Regions from separate parts of the Triticum aestivum genome. Here region 1 is linked to region 2. A link is a contact called in public Hi-C data. All regions are on one chromosome and are shown on one strand. The core of a region is the stretch at or near the end of the contact, and the rest is flanking DNA. Distances in the headings are between cores, read along the strand shown. Region 1 holds the start of LOC123166124. Region 2 holds the start of LOC123167642 (oxysterol-binding protein-related protein 4C).

The links. Hi-C and Micro-C count contacts between places; a contact is called where the count stands out from the background.
Region 1: a Hi-C map of leaf shows a contact between it and region 2, with 3 times the contacts expected there. The contact joins the promoter of LOC123166124 here to the promoter of LOC123167642 in region 2. A contact is called at or near these places in 2 of 5 Hi-C or Micro-C datasets (both in leaf).

Annotation. Positions count from the first base shown.
Region 1 is chr7D:229,968,162-229,974,729 of IWGSC CS RefSeq v2.1, reverse strand. It overlaps LOC123166124, which reads right to left and starts at 3,105. Exons shown (of 9, transcript XM_044583890.1): 1 at 2,811-3,105; 2 at 2,104-2,310; 3 at 1,918-2,020; 4 at 1,746-1,825; 5 at 1,579-1,656; 6 at 963-1,054; 7 at 696-807; 8 at 449-574; 9 at 1-349. The coding sequence starts at 2,984. The coding sequence ends at 248. LOC123168482 (EEF1A lysine methyltransferase 4) reads right to left here. Exons shown (of 9, transcript XM_044586371.1): 2 at 6,552-6,568; 3 at 6,397-6,465; 4 at 6,276-6,295; 5 at 6,149-6,201; 6 at 6,040-6,070; 7 at 5,878-5,956; 8 at 5,611-5,741; 9 at 5,284-5,517. The coding sequence ends at 5,461.
Region 2 is chr7D:229,532,389-229,538,930 of IWGSC CS RefSeq v2.1, reverse strand. It overlaps LOC123167642 (oxysterol-binding protein-related protein 4C), which reads left to right and starts at 4,451. Exons shown (of 6, transcript XM_044585477.1): 1 at 4,451-4,886; 2 at 5,901-6,092. The coding sequence starts at 4,884.

The sequences.
Region 1 (6,568 bases), core at 1,856-4,355, 440 kb before region 2:
GTCCGACAAAAGCGTCCGGCTTCCACAAGCACAGGCTGCACAACATAGCTTCACTACAGTTCAAGCGATACAAGCATATGGGTACACACTATATGGGGACTTGCCAGGGAGTTTCTCATTATTAAAGAGAAATCATCTTATTTTGCCTCTGTGTACGCTAGATTACATATCCTTGGTTATTTTTGTCGACTAACGGCGAGGGCTTGTAGGGCTGGTGAAACCAAGTGCAGGTCGTGTGCGCTTCGGCTTATTTGCTGCTTGTCTTGATTATCTTATGGAGTGCTCTCTTGGCCTCCTCTAGAGTCTCCACCTTGTATGGTACATCAAATGCAAGTCTCTGGATGTTGAACTGCATAGAATAAATTGCAAACTGAAGGCAGTGGAGAGAAGATTTTCTTCCTCAGAGAATAGCGTCTCTACTAGTGACGGCAATCTGAATAAAGTTTACCTGTGCACCCTGGCGAACCCGAATGTCTATCCCTTTGCTGTCTACGGATATAAGAGCAGCATCGTCAACCTCCCCTTCAGCAGACATGAACTCTCTAAGTGGTTTAGAGAAAATAGCGTTCAACTCCTACATGCAGAGCATCCATCAAAAGCGGTCGAGGTTTTACTGTACTCACATATTACATGTACGGGCACATAACTAATATGATGATCCAGCTAATCTGCTGATAATGGCATTCATAGTTTACCTTTAAGCTTTGTTCGCCGCCGTCAACTGCTATCTTGTCAGGTTGAATAGTTTCATACTGTTTCACATCTACCCATGCAACAGTGCCAAAGCCTCCAATAAAATATATGTCGCTGTGATTATCGCAAATAGTTTGTGACAAATCATAAGTTACACAAGCATCTATGAGTAACGGATGGGAGAAGAGATGTGCATCTGTGTAAACGATAAATGGATTCATCAACCTGAAATGATGGAAGAGTATAACTCATCAAATCAAATCACAGACCTGATATTCTGCATCCTGTAGTAGTAAAAATTTCCCCACTGTTGAGACGCCCATTGTTGATGTTTTGCAACATATTGCTTATGTGCCCATTCCTGGCGGATACATGTATTCACCGTCAGTTCATGAAATCTTTTAAAACCACAAATGGAAGAACAAATCTCCATTCACTCTTAATGGTCATGCATATCAATCATGTATTCTGTAACAGCCATGACAGAACATCTATTCTCTTTCAGCCCATGCCATGAGAAAAGTGCAGCCAAAAAAAAGGGAAGACCAAAAACCAACCTCAACAAACATTACTAACTCAGAGAATTTATAATTTGAAAACTTAGTCCACAGATGGTTTTCACACAATGGGAGGAGCCAAATTCTTAATGATTGACATGCCAGCTATCCATAGGAAAGAGAAAAAGGAAGTGACCCTAGCTAGCTCACTTGGGTTCTAGAGGATGTACAATCCCATTTAAGTCCTCATGGACGTGTATTTTAGGTTCCTATTCATACTGTTGGAGTTTCCTTACATTTTTCTTTCAAAAATATTATCCATAGAAAAGTAATTACCTAGATGACTGCACTATCAATTATCAAGCAACAAAGGCAGCTAAATAGGAACCTGTTGTTCAGCTGACAAAGGGTAGACATCACCAAATATTGTGACACGAGCATTAGACAATCCACTCCATCCAGGTACCTGTAATGAAGGACTAGGTGTTGTTATCCTATTATTAGCAAGCAAGGAACATTTATACTTCCAGTAAAACATGCCGAGAAACTTCATACCTGGACAACAAGTGTGCATCTTGGATCAGAGAGCAAGTTTCTGGTGTGGATTGCTAAGGGTGACAGAGAAAATATTGGGTCTGCGCAAGACATCAACACAAAATAATTACCCAAGGAGGTCAAACAGAGTGTACAAGTTATATCCAAAATGTAACCAAAGTAGCTATCTTACGGCCCATTGAGTCATTAGCAAAGTCAACAAGTGAACCAAATGGATATCCAGCACGTCGATGATGCATGCCAGACATGACAGTGCATAGGTGAGCAAATCGCGCCTAGTGAGCACAGTAAGACAGGAATAAGCATCCAGCCGGCTAGAAAATAGCCCAATGGCCAGGAGATAATTAACAGAAGCTACCTGTTCCATTAAATTGCGAACAGCCAAAGCCGGTGGAGGTAAACCATGGGCAAAAGTTGCGCTCTGCACACCACCAGATATAGGGGTTCTGAACAAGCCAGCTCTGGATCCGCTTGAGTCGGGAGTTGAATTGGTTGATGAGGTCGTGCGTGACTTGTCAGTTGCGACCGGACCGAGAGCTCCATTTTGACTTGGATCAACCTTCGACTGTCAGGCAATTTAGACCTTCGACTGTCAGGCAATTTAGTACAAACAAACCAAAGATATGTGACCCATTAAAGGCAAACTAAAAGAAAATGACCTGATTCACTCCTGAGTTTCAAAATATAAATACAGGATCACCTTTAAAAAATCTAGCAAGAAACTAAATAATATCTTTGCGAACCCATATGCATAGACATGATTTTCAACTAATTATCATTCGGAAGTTTTAAGTTGATTGGTACAAAAGGAAGTTTATTTTCATGACATCCACAAAACTTCCCGACCGAGTTCAAAGATATCAAGCTTCGGAAAATAGTCACCTAGTAATAACAACACAATGGAACAACCCAGGTCTAGGTAGGCCCCGGGCCTCGCATCTGAAAGAAATCCCTAAACCCAACATGTTCTACACTGCCACACCCATCTCCGAGCAACCACTACCCGAACAAAATCTTCGTCACTTCTCACTCTGCATCACGTAGCTTTCACGCACTGTTTGTTACCTTGACGACGGGGGTCCCGTTCGGCTTGGCGGCGTCGTCCTTGCCTCCGCCGCCGCCGGCCGCGCGGATGGGCCCGCAGGGGCGGGCGCGGAGCGCCACGCGGGAGTGAGGCTGGTGGGCGGGGAAGGCCGGGAGGAGCGCGGACGAGGCGGCGGCGCCGGCGAGGGCCTCCATTAGACGGATGGGAGAAGAGTGAGGGAGCGCACGCGGAGGAGAGAGAGACAGAAAGGAGGGGCACACGCGCGACGGTGAGGAGAGAGAAAAGCTGCGGGGCCGAAGGAAGGCGGCTAGAGAAGGGGGGAGAGGGATTTTTAGGGAGGAGGTGGGAAAGAGAAAAAGACGTGTCGAATCTGGAGGCGTTGGATTGAAGATGGACGTCGATCCGTTCCACTAAGGGATTCTTCCACTTCCCCCTTTGCCTGGGCTGAATGCCTGAACTGAATCATGATGGATGCAGAAGAAAAATTGCACGGTTAGGTCAAAAAAAGGTTGTTCTTTTTTTCTGAAAATAAAGGAAAATTGCATACTGGTTCGCCAAAATGGTAACAAAGGCTTATCCCATGAGTGGAAAGTATCCCGTGTTTTCAAGACTTAGGGCCTCTTTGATTCGTAGGATTTCCAAAACGCGGGAATAGAAAAAACAGGGAGTTAGAGTGGAATGTCGTCTTGAATCCTACAGGATTGTACGAGTGTTTGATTGTGCATAGAAAAAACGCAGGATTCTTTCAAAGAGGTCTGAGTGGATGGGATGTTTCCTATGAAATCTAGTGCAAATGAATCCTATGGAAAAATTCCTATGGTTTACAATCCTACGAATCAAACAACCAAGATAGGAAAAATTCCTAAGGATTAGAATCCTCTAAAATTCCTTTGAGAATCCTTTGAATCAAAGAAGCCCTTAGGCAACTCCAACGCACTGACCTAAATTGTGTCCCTTTTTTTTAACATTTTATCCATTTGGATCGGCAAAACGGACAGCGGACACGACATGGACAGCGACATGGTTTGTGAATCCAACACGAGCAACCCATTTTTGAGCGGACATGGCCTTTCTTTTGAAAAAACAACAACAAGAGCTGCTGGCGGGGGGCTTTTGCGGGTGCTGGCCGGGATGAGCGTCGCCTGCCTGTGGGGACAAGCGCTTGAGGGAACGGGCGCCAGCGGGGCGAGCTCCTACGGGGACGGGCGCCTCCGACCGCCTACGGGGACGAGCGCCGGCGGGGACAAGCTCCTGCGAGGACGGGCGCCTCCGGGGGCCTGCCTCCGCACAAATCCAACCGACCGCCTACGGGGACGAGCGCCGGCGGGGACAAGCTCCTGCGAGGACGGGCGCCTCCGGGGGCCTGCCTCCGCACAAATCCAACCGACCGCCACTGCGACGCTGGAGGGCACCAGAGAAGCGCCACCGCGCCGCTGGAGGCCGCCGGAGGGAGTGTCCCACAACTCTTGCCCGGCTGGCGCGTGGGTGGGTGGGTTGGTGGTCGTGGTGGGCCAGGGAAGGGAAAGAAAAGGAATAGAGATGGAATGGGGGAGGTGGATGACAGACAAGTCAGGCCAGACACAGACGAATGAGGTGGATGCAGAGAACGTGTTTGTGTCCGCTTCCGACCCATATCTGACCCAAATTTGAGGTGGAAATGCGTCCGAGCAGACACAAACCGGACAGAAAATGGGAACTGTTGTGGGCACTTTTTTTTGTATGCTGACACATGCCCTGTTTGAATACTCTAACTCAGTTAGAGGTTAGAGTTAGATTCTAACCTTGAATTAACCCACTAACTCTAACCAAAGAGTTGTTTGGATGGTAGGGTTAGATTGAGAATAAATATTCTTTCTCAATCATTTGACTACTTTGGACACTATTTGGATGAGAGGGGTAACTTTTTATTTTATTTTTTTCTAGTGGGCCCAGGAGAACTAACCCAAATAAGCTCCTCTAGTGTGGGCTAGTTTTTTGGGGTGGGTTAGATCCAACTAACACAAACTAACCCATCATGTTTGGATACTTTTGGGTTATTTGAGCCCCAACTAACTAAAACTAACTCTAACTTAGGGATCCAAACAGGGCCACAGACGGACGCTGTTGCTCTTAGACACACCATGCTCCCAACTCTCAAAAGTCAAATTTAGAAGTTTCAAATAAAATCAGAAAACATTGTGAATGTTCACCACATATGTGTCGACAATTCCTAAAAAGTTGAAGTTTCTCTTTTGAATTTTTTAGAAATTGTAAACACATGTTGTGAACATCCAGAAAAAGAAAACTTCTGAAAGGTGTTTTCAATTTTTTTAGGGGTTCTAGGCAATATGTTGTGAACATCCACAAATTTCCCCAGATACTTTCCCGTCCCACAAGATTATGGCTTTTCTTTATGTAGAAAACCTAGATCATTTTCTCTAAGATTTCCCACACTCCGAGCGGGTCCTATGTTCCGTGAACACGGAAGTAAATTCTACACAAAATCGAAAGACATGAAAACAACACATTCATTTCTATTCCAAATTCGATGATCGAAGAAGCAACATCCTTAGCTGTAATTTTGCTAAATTGTTGCCAACAACGACAAAAATCAAGAGTTACAAAATGTATTCCCTACATTATTTGCTACACTGGTTATACACGATGATCCAAAAAGGTTATAATATGTGATCATTTGTCTGCTTCATTGACCTCGGCCTTCAAGTCCACTCTTGCACTGTCGTTCTCCTGCATAACAATGTAAGATTATTCAATAACTAGTCATATGAAGAGTTCAGGAAGCAAGTTCGGATGATTATGACAAGCTTGTCAACGGCTAACCTTTATACAGACATAAATATAGTGAACATCAGGTTTTGGGCCAAGAAGGTTGATAATCGATGCACTATCATCTTGTAAAGGCAGTGGCTCCGTCAGGTCCCATGTCTTTTTGGAACTTCTCTCCCACCTATCTGCTATGTCGATTGTGTATGTAAAACCATAAAACAGATAACACTGTTATTTAGAGCTTCAGAAAATAAAAGAAATGGATCAAAAGGGTCAAGAGTAGGGCATTGTTAAGTCAAACCGGTGGCAAAACCCACTAACCTATGACGTGAAGCTTTACTGTCCAAAATTGGAGGTCCTTCAGAAGATTCAATCGATAACTTGGATCCCCATAAGTGATCTGCAGCATTGTGACGCTCAAAGAAGTTTATAGACACAAGAAGAAAACCACAGAGTTACCATGTTAATAATACTATCAATTACCATAATGTAGACCCCCTTATCGTTGAGGATTCTGCAGATAGAAGAAACAAATAGAAAGCTATAGTCAAATAAACAGAGATATCACAACAAATATCAGTCTATTATTTACCTGTTCACCTCCCCTAGCATCTTCGCTGCATGCTCTTGTGAATTTTGGCCGCACTACAATACAAGAAACACGGCTCTGAGTATGGCATGGGAAGAATATCTGAGTATCCTGGCAACAATTGACTCACCATAATAGAATCTAGTGTTCCTGCAAATAACAGAATGGTTTAGAACCCAATGGCATGTTACATACGCATGCATAGATGTTCCATAATGCTGGCAACCATTACATTTACATCGTAACAATACCTTTGTCAATAACAGCATCAAATGAACCAGACTCAAAGTCTGACATGTTTCTTACATCCATCTTCGTGTCTGTAAATTGCAGGAAATAATACAATAGTAAGCCATAGATACTCCGCAGGGATTCAACGTCTGAATGGTGGGAACAAAGATTATACATTTTAGTTGAGGCTTA
Region 2 (6,542 bases), core at 3,202-5,701:
ATGCATGCATCATATGTTGGGGGTCCATCTCTTGTTTTCTAACAAGCTGGGATCATAAAATTAATGTGCCTCTTATCATAGTCTATAATCCTAGGGAGATTTGTGTGTCTCCTCGGTACAAACTGGTAATGATTATCAAGATAGAATATCTGCATACATAATGTATATGTTTGGAGAATTATTAAACTTAGTTATCGTAAATAATATGGACATGATAACTCATTTGTAGAAAGAAGTGACATGCATACAAATATATGGGGCTATTTGATTGTGTATTTGTAATAGCATCAAGGAGATAATTCATTGCATACTCACACCAGTTATATTATTCTATGTAATCGGTCCTACACAGAGCTCCCAGATAATCAACAATAATGTGGTCATCTTTAAAAGAAGGTGTCCCCAAATGGCCCATAAAAAATATAACACATGCTGCCTTAAAGCATGCGTTTTTAGCTTTACTTGATAACTCAATTATATCTCTGGCTAAGAAATTTTCTGCTGCCTTCAAACCGTGAGAATCATTTCCAACCATACCTATATTTTTCTTCAAGAAGTCAATAGAAGCAGTTGTCTGAGCATCAATACCATGAATATTTGTACGTCCACAAGGAAACTCAAAAACTTTGTGCATATCTGGAGCACATAATTTGAGTTTCCTATCCTGAGACATCTGAATGCGTTGATCTCTGACATCTGTTGAATTTACCAGAAATGCACTAAACTTAAGATGAACTTAATTGTAGCTAGGTTCAACAACCCATCAAATTTGATTTCGCACAACATAAATTTCTTGTAATCAGTGAATCCATTTGAAACAGCACGAACATGATCTATTTCAACATAGATTCATAGTTACACTTGCCATCCTCATTTTCTCTGCCCGAGTCATCTCCTTCAGTGTAATAATATCTCAAATCTCTTTTACATTTTGTTGTACCACTTGCTGAATGACTTGACTTATAGGACATACTTTAGCACTAGAACGTAAACGAAGACAATAAGAATAATAAATAAGTTTACTTCCAAATACAAGTGAATTAATATATAAAGTCATTTTCCAGTATAGGAGTAGATATTATTCACAAACTTAAATATGTGCTCTTTCTATATGTTGCCTTCTTATTATATTTCTAAATACTTTTCATAAACTTAAGTAACTTTTAATATACATATTTTAAATTTACATTCTTTAAGTATTTAAGAATTTATTTTCATATTTCTTCTAAAGGTACAACACAGTACATGTGTGCTATAAGTTTTTCTCTAATTAACTAACATAACCTCGTAAGTTTCAATGTTGAGAACGGACATACTTTTCAAGTTTTTTACTTTTAATTTCCAATATATACAATCACGTCCTAGATTCGTAAACCTCAGACCTACCATATTATTTATTGTTCTCAGATCCATACCAATTTTTTTTGTTCCAACAAAATTGCCTAAGGCAGGGCTTTATGTTGTTCAAGAAAGAGAAAGTGAAACAAAAGGTTACAGAAGGAGCTATCAAATATCGAACAAACTTATGTTGACACTGTGCTTACGAAAACATTGGAAGAACAGCAAACATACAACGGAATACATGATTGACTAACCTGTGCTGGGTAACTGTACGCAATACTTCGCCTTGTGTCTTTCAGTCGTTGCCGACTCTACGTATTTCGGAGCAAATAGCTTCAATCTGTTCTCCTCTATAGCGATGCTTCTTTAGCAAGAGTTCTAAGAAAGTATTCTAAGAAGAGAAGCAGAGTGTACTTGAAGAGAACAATGAGATGGAAGAACAGAATGAACACTTTAAGGACAACCGTAAAGTTTAGTAGCCACTTGTTGCAGAAACTGTTCCTCGTAATATCTATATCTTAGAAACAGGACCCACAAGAAAACATATAATACTTTAGCTTTACAGTAAGAATACAGATATATGAGAAACGATACACGCTAGCGAATACAAGAAATGCAGCCCTGAATATACGAATCTTGACGTAGATCAATGGCTCACAATCCGCGTGCCCGGTACTTGCTTGCCCTAAATCCTCTCCCCGAATTCTACCGAGGCAGTACAGAAGATTCTTATGTTGGTCCATTTCAAGATTCCATCAAGGTGGCGTAATCAGTCAATGAAATGTGGGCGTTGAGAGTCGAGAGCCGGCAGGTGGACCGAGCAGCAGTGCGGCTGATCCGGTCTTCCCGCAGAAAAAAAGAAAAAAACAAAGTCAATAACCGGTCTCGGGTGGAACCAAGAGCAGCAAGCCAGCAAGTTAAGCAGACGGTCTCTGCTTTCCATGATACTCGAGGGTTTGCACGTTAATAATTCTTGTAACACGCGATGAAGCTAGATGGTCATGCCTCCTTCGTGTCGCTTTTGCTTGCTTCGGATTTGCCGTGGATTGTAACGCAAAGGCTCGGTCTCGCTTGCAAGCATGCTCCAACACCATCTTGGCACCGCTTCGACGTCTCGCTTTCCGCGTGGCTAAAATTATTCTGTGTGACCATAGAGTGTCACACGTTAGACATGGGATTTTCGGAGCATGTACCTTCTTAAAATACGCAGTTAACTTCGTATTGTGTTGATCAGAAAATACTGCAACTATTTCTTTCTTATTGTTTGAGTAGGTAGTGCGTCTGCAGTTTTCCCGGGGAAGAAGCGAGTTGCGATTTTTCTTAACACGGTACAGACGCAGACGCTTATACATACGCACATACATTCATCCTTATAAACACACACGCGCACCACACCCTACCACTATGAGGGGAAAATATCCAGTACTACCAAGGCTCAGGTACTATCGTGATAGGGACTTCTAGGCCGTCGGATTATCAGATCAGACGGTTCCTAGTAATTCTGTAACATTTGCAGAAAAGCCTTCTAGGAATACAAAAAATACACATAGGTCTAGCAGATCCAACAGCTATCAGAAGCAGTCCGATTTGAGAATCCGACGGCACGGAAGCCCGTATCATGGTAGCACTTTATTCTTGGTAGCACCAGATGCTATCTCCCCGTATGAGCACCTCCAAGAACTGAGCCGGGCACATATAATCAAGCTTCTAAATAAACAAGTAAACAACAGTAATGCACAAAAGAACCCCTAAAAAAGGTAATGCACAAAAGAAGAGGATGGCCCGTTTAGAATTGAAAAGAAAATGACTCAAACCAGATACTATGAGCCAACAACAATGCTACTACTATCGGCGATGCAAGAGCTGTCCTCATGAAACAAGCGCAGACGAGTAACAATCGAGAAGCAAATCGTCACCGACATTGCTCCAAAGATCTTTGACCTATCCAGGAAGAAAAGAAGCTCCGTCTACTTGGCTCTCACCGACAAAACTTGGGTTCGCAACATTATTACCTCTCAGGGCCTCACTTTTGAGCACATTGAGCAATTCGCCACCCTTTGGGAGAAGCTCTCTAATGTCATACTCACCCCTGGAGTCGACGATAAAATTATTTGGAAGTTTTTTTTTTGAAACATAAATTATTTGAAAGTTTACTAAAGATGATGTCTACTCCGCGTTTTCTGCGTCCAATACTCGGTTTGAGGGTCTCATCGCCTCGACCATGATCTCAACAGTTTGGAAAGCTTGCCCCCCTCCCCCCCCTCCCCAAAGTGCAATTTTTTTGCTTGGTTGATAATCCAGAATAGGGTGTGAACCGCCGATAGGTTGCAACGTAGGGGTTGGCCGAGTTGCAACCTTTGCCCTCTTTGCAAGCAGGTTCAAGAGGACAGGGCGTCAACCCGTTGGCTGGGCAGCTGAGGTTGCTGCCAGCCTACCCGAGTTCGAGTCCCGACTCGGACACGCGGTCCTCACGGAGTTTCTCCTATAAAAAAATGTCAATGAGGGTTAGTCCTTGGGTTGGTCTCTTTTTTTTGCAAGCAGGTTCAAGAGACGGCGGCCCACCTCATCTTCCAGTGCCGGTTCATTGTGAGAGTGTGGACGGAGATTAAAACTTCGCTTGGTTTTCACGACATCGACCCGACAGATTGGAGACTTGTGCCCTCGATGAGGGTTTGGTGGGACGAGGTTTGTCACAAGAGGGGTGACTCGCGCAAGGCTCGTAACACCTTGATGATGCTTGTTGCGTGGGAAATCTGAAACAAGCGCAATGCGAGGATCTTCCGCAACACCGCCGCCCCTACTACCGTAGTCATCGCCAAGATTAAGGATGAAGCCTCTCTTTGGGCTCGTGCGGGTGCGAAGTATTTGAGTGATATAATGCCGTGAGAGTAATTTGTAATCGCCCGCTTAGCAAAACCATGTCTACTCCTCTTCTTAATTAATAAAAATGGTAAATCTTTTGTCTTGTTTAAAAAAAAAAGCAAATCGTGTTGGATTGCCAGCGAATGATGTGAGGTCGACGGCCGATTGAACCACGCTCCAGCGCTATGTGATTTGCGAAGGAAGAAACAGAGTCCACATCTTCCCAAATCAGGCGGGCAGCCGTGCGCGCTTTACTCGCGATTGCACTGGCCCGGAAAGGCGGAAACGTTTTGGCCCGTGCCGAGAAGCGTTCACACGCACGCGCCGACGGGACACGGCGAGGCCGACGTCACCGCGCGCGGCCGCCGCCAGCAACGGCTCAGACAGAGGCCCGTGCCTGCCTCTGCCCCAAGGAAGGCGAACACCGCACGCACGCACGCGGCCTCAAAAAAAGGAGAGCCTCCTGCTAAAAAAGAGAGGAAGGAGGTCAATCCAGCGATCTGCTTGCTTCTTCCCCGCCCGCCCGCCCTTATCGAGGATTCCATTCCAACCCCCCGTCGCCAGCCCACGCACCCACCATACCCAGCTCGAAAACGAGAGGATCATCCGCAGGCAAGGCCGGGGAGAGGATCGAATCAAGGAGGGCTCGCGTCGGGGATTGGAGCTCACGCGAACCAACCATGGTACGCCCTCTTCTCGATCAATTGGACGTTCTCGCAAGCTTGGCCTTTCTTTCAGCAAGTACCGTCGGACTGCTCTCCGCCGGCGGCCAGAGCGCGAGATTCTCTCGATCGAAGATTTGGGGGGCGGCGCTTCGAGCGTCAGGTCGTGGCCTGCGTCCACGTCATGGTTGCGAATATCGCCCATGCTTTTGCCTCTGGCCCGCCCGCCGTTCCGGGCCTTTTTGTCCTGTCGCGCCAATTTCCCCCTTCCGCATTCACCTTTTCACCTGTGCGCTTCCACGTGTACTTTTACTGGGCGGTAAAGGTGGTCATCCGTTTTCCTTCCGTCGGAAAACAGAGCAAAGAAATCATAGACGCCGGCCAAATCAATACCGGGCGATCGAGCTAAGCATGTGACGTCAGATAAGATTTTATTCGGCAGGGGCAATAATCTTTGATAACCTCGTGCGCTTAGTCGCGATGTAACAGACGGCTTTTCTGTTTTTTCTTTTTTGAGTTGTTGATTGTCTTTGCAACGAAGAAAGAGGAAGAGGCACCCACGAAATGGAGTCCCCGTTCCGTCTCCTTTCCATAGCCGCGTCGGGGGCGTGCACTCCCATGTAAACGCAACGCCAAGACACATACACATAGCACCAGCTTTCGGCTGGCCGGCAAATAGCAGCAGCATCTTCAGCCGGCACTGACCTCTTCTCCACTTTATTTAGTACAAACACACACCTAGCTACTCCTACATATTCGACGGCAGGTGGACACGTGAAGGGGAGGGAAACCACACGGGTTTGATTTCGTTTTCGTTCCCGTTCATCGGCCAACTCGATTGGACCGGACTTTTCTTGGAGCCTCCCCTCCAAGGAAACGAAACCTGAATGCAACAAGCAAGAGCCTACATGGGGCGACGGCGGCGCCGACGAGCGATCCGCCATGTCTCGGTTGCTGCTACCATTCAGTTAGCACTAGAACATCACAATTGGAGCCCGTATGTATCTGACTGTATTGGTAATTGATTGGATGCAGGTTGAATCGGAGGTCGACGCATCGGCGGCACCGACCGCCACGGCCACGGCCAGGGCCTCGGCGGCGGTGCTCACCGCGCCGCTGTCGCTGGAAGGGGGCCTCGCGGCGGAGCTCCAGCCGGCGAACCTCGTGCAGCGGGTGCTCAGCCTCTTCGGGAACGTCAGGCCGGGCGCCGATCTCTCGCACTTCCAGGTAAAAACTAAACACCACCACTGCTCACTCTCATGTGTGAATTGATCCTACAAAATCAGCCATGCATGTGAGACTCCGATCTCGAGAGCCAAATTTGAATTCACTTGCTAGTTTACTTACTCCAAGATTAGGAGCACTAGGTACTACCCTGAATCCGGCATAATTCAGGGGGCTGGGTACTGTACTATAGTAATCAATTAATCAGGGCAGGTTGATTTGCTTATGGGAGATTGGAGTAGGTGGGGTTCAGCTAGGCATCAAAAACAAGTTCAATGAATTCGCGCGGATTTGAAACAAACCAAATGGGGCCCCAAAGCTTGGACTGTGCTGTACATGATTAAACATGGGAGCTTCTCTCATGGTTTAAGAATTAGAGTGATTGGGTCATGTCACTTTATGTGCCAAGATAAGCTTATTAGGGGTTAGTTAGTGGTGTGGAGATCACTCCTA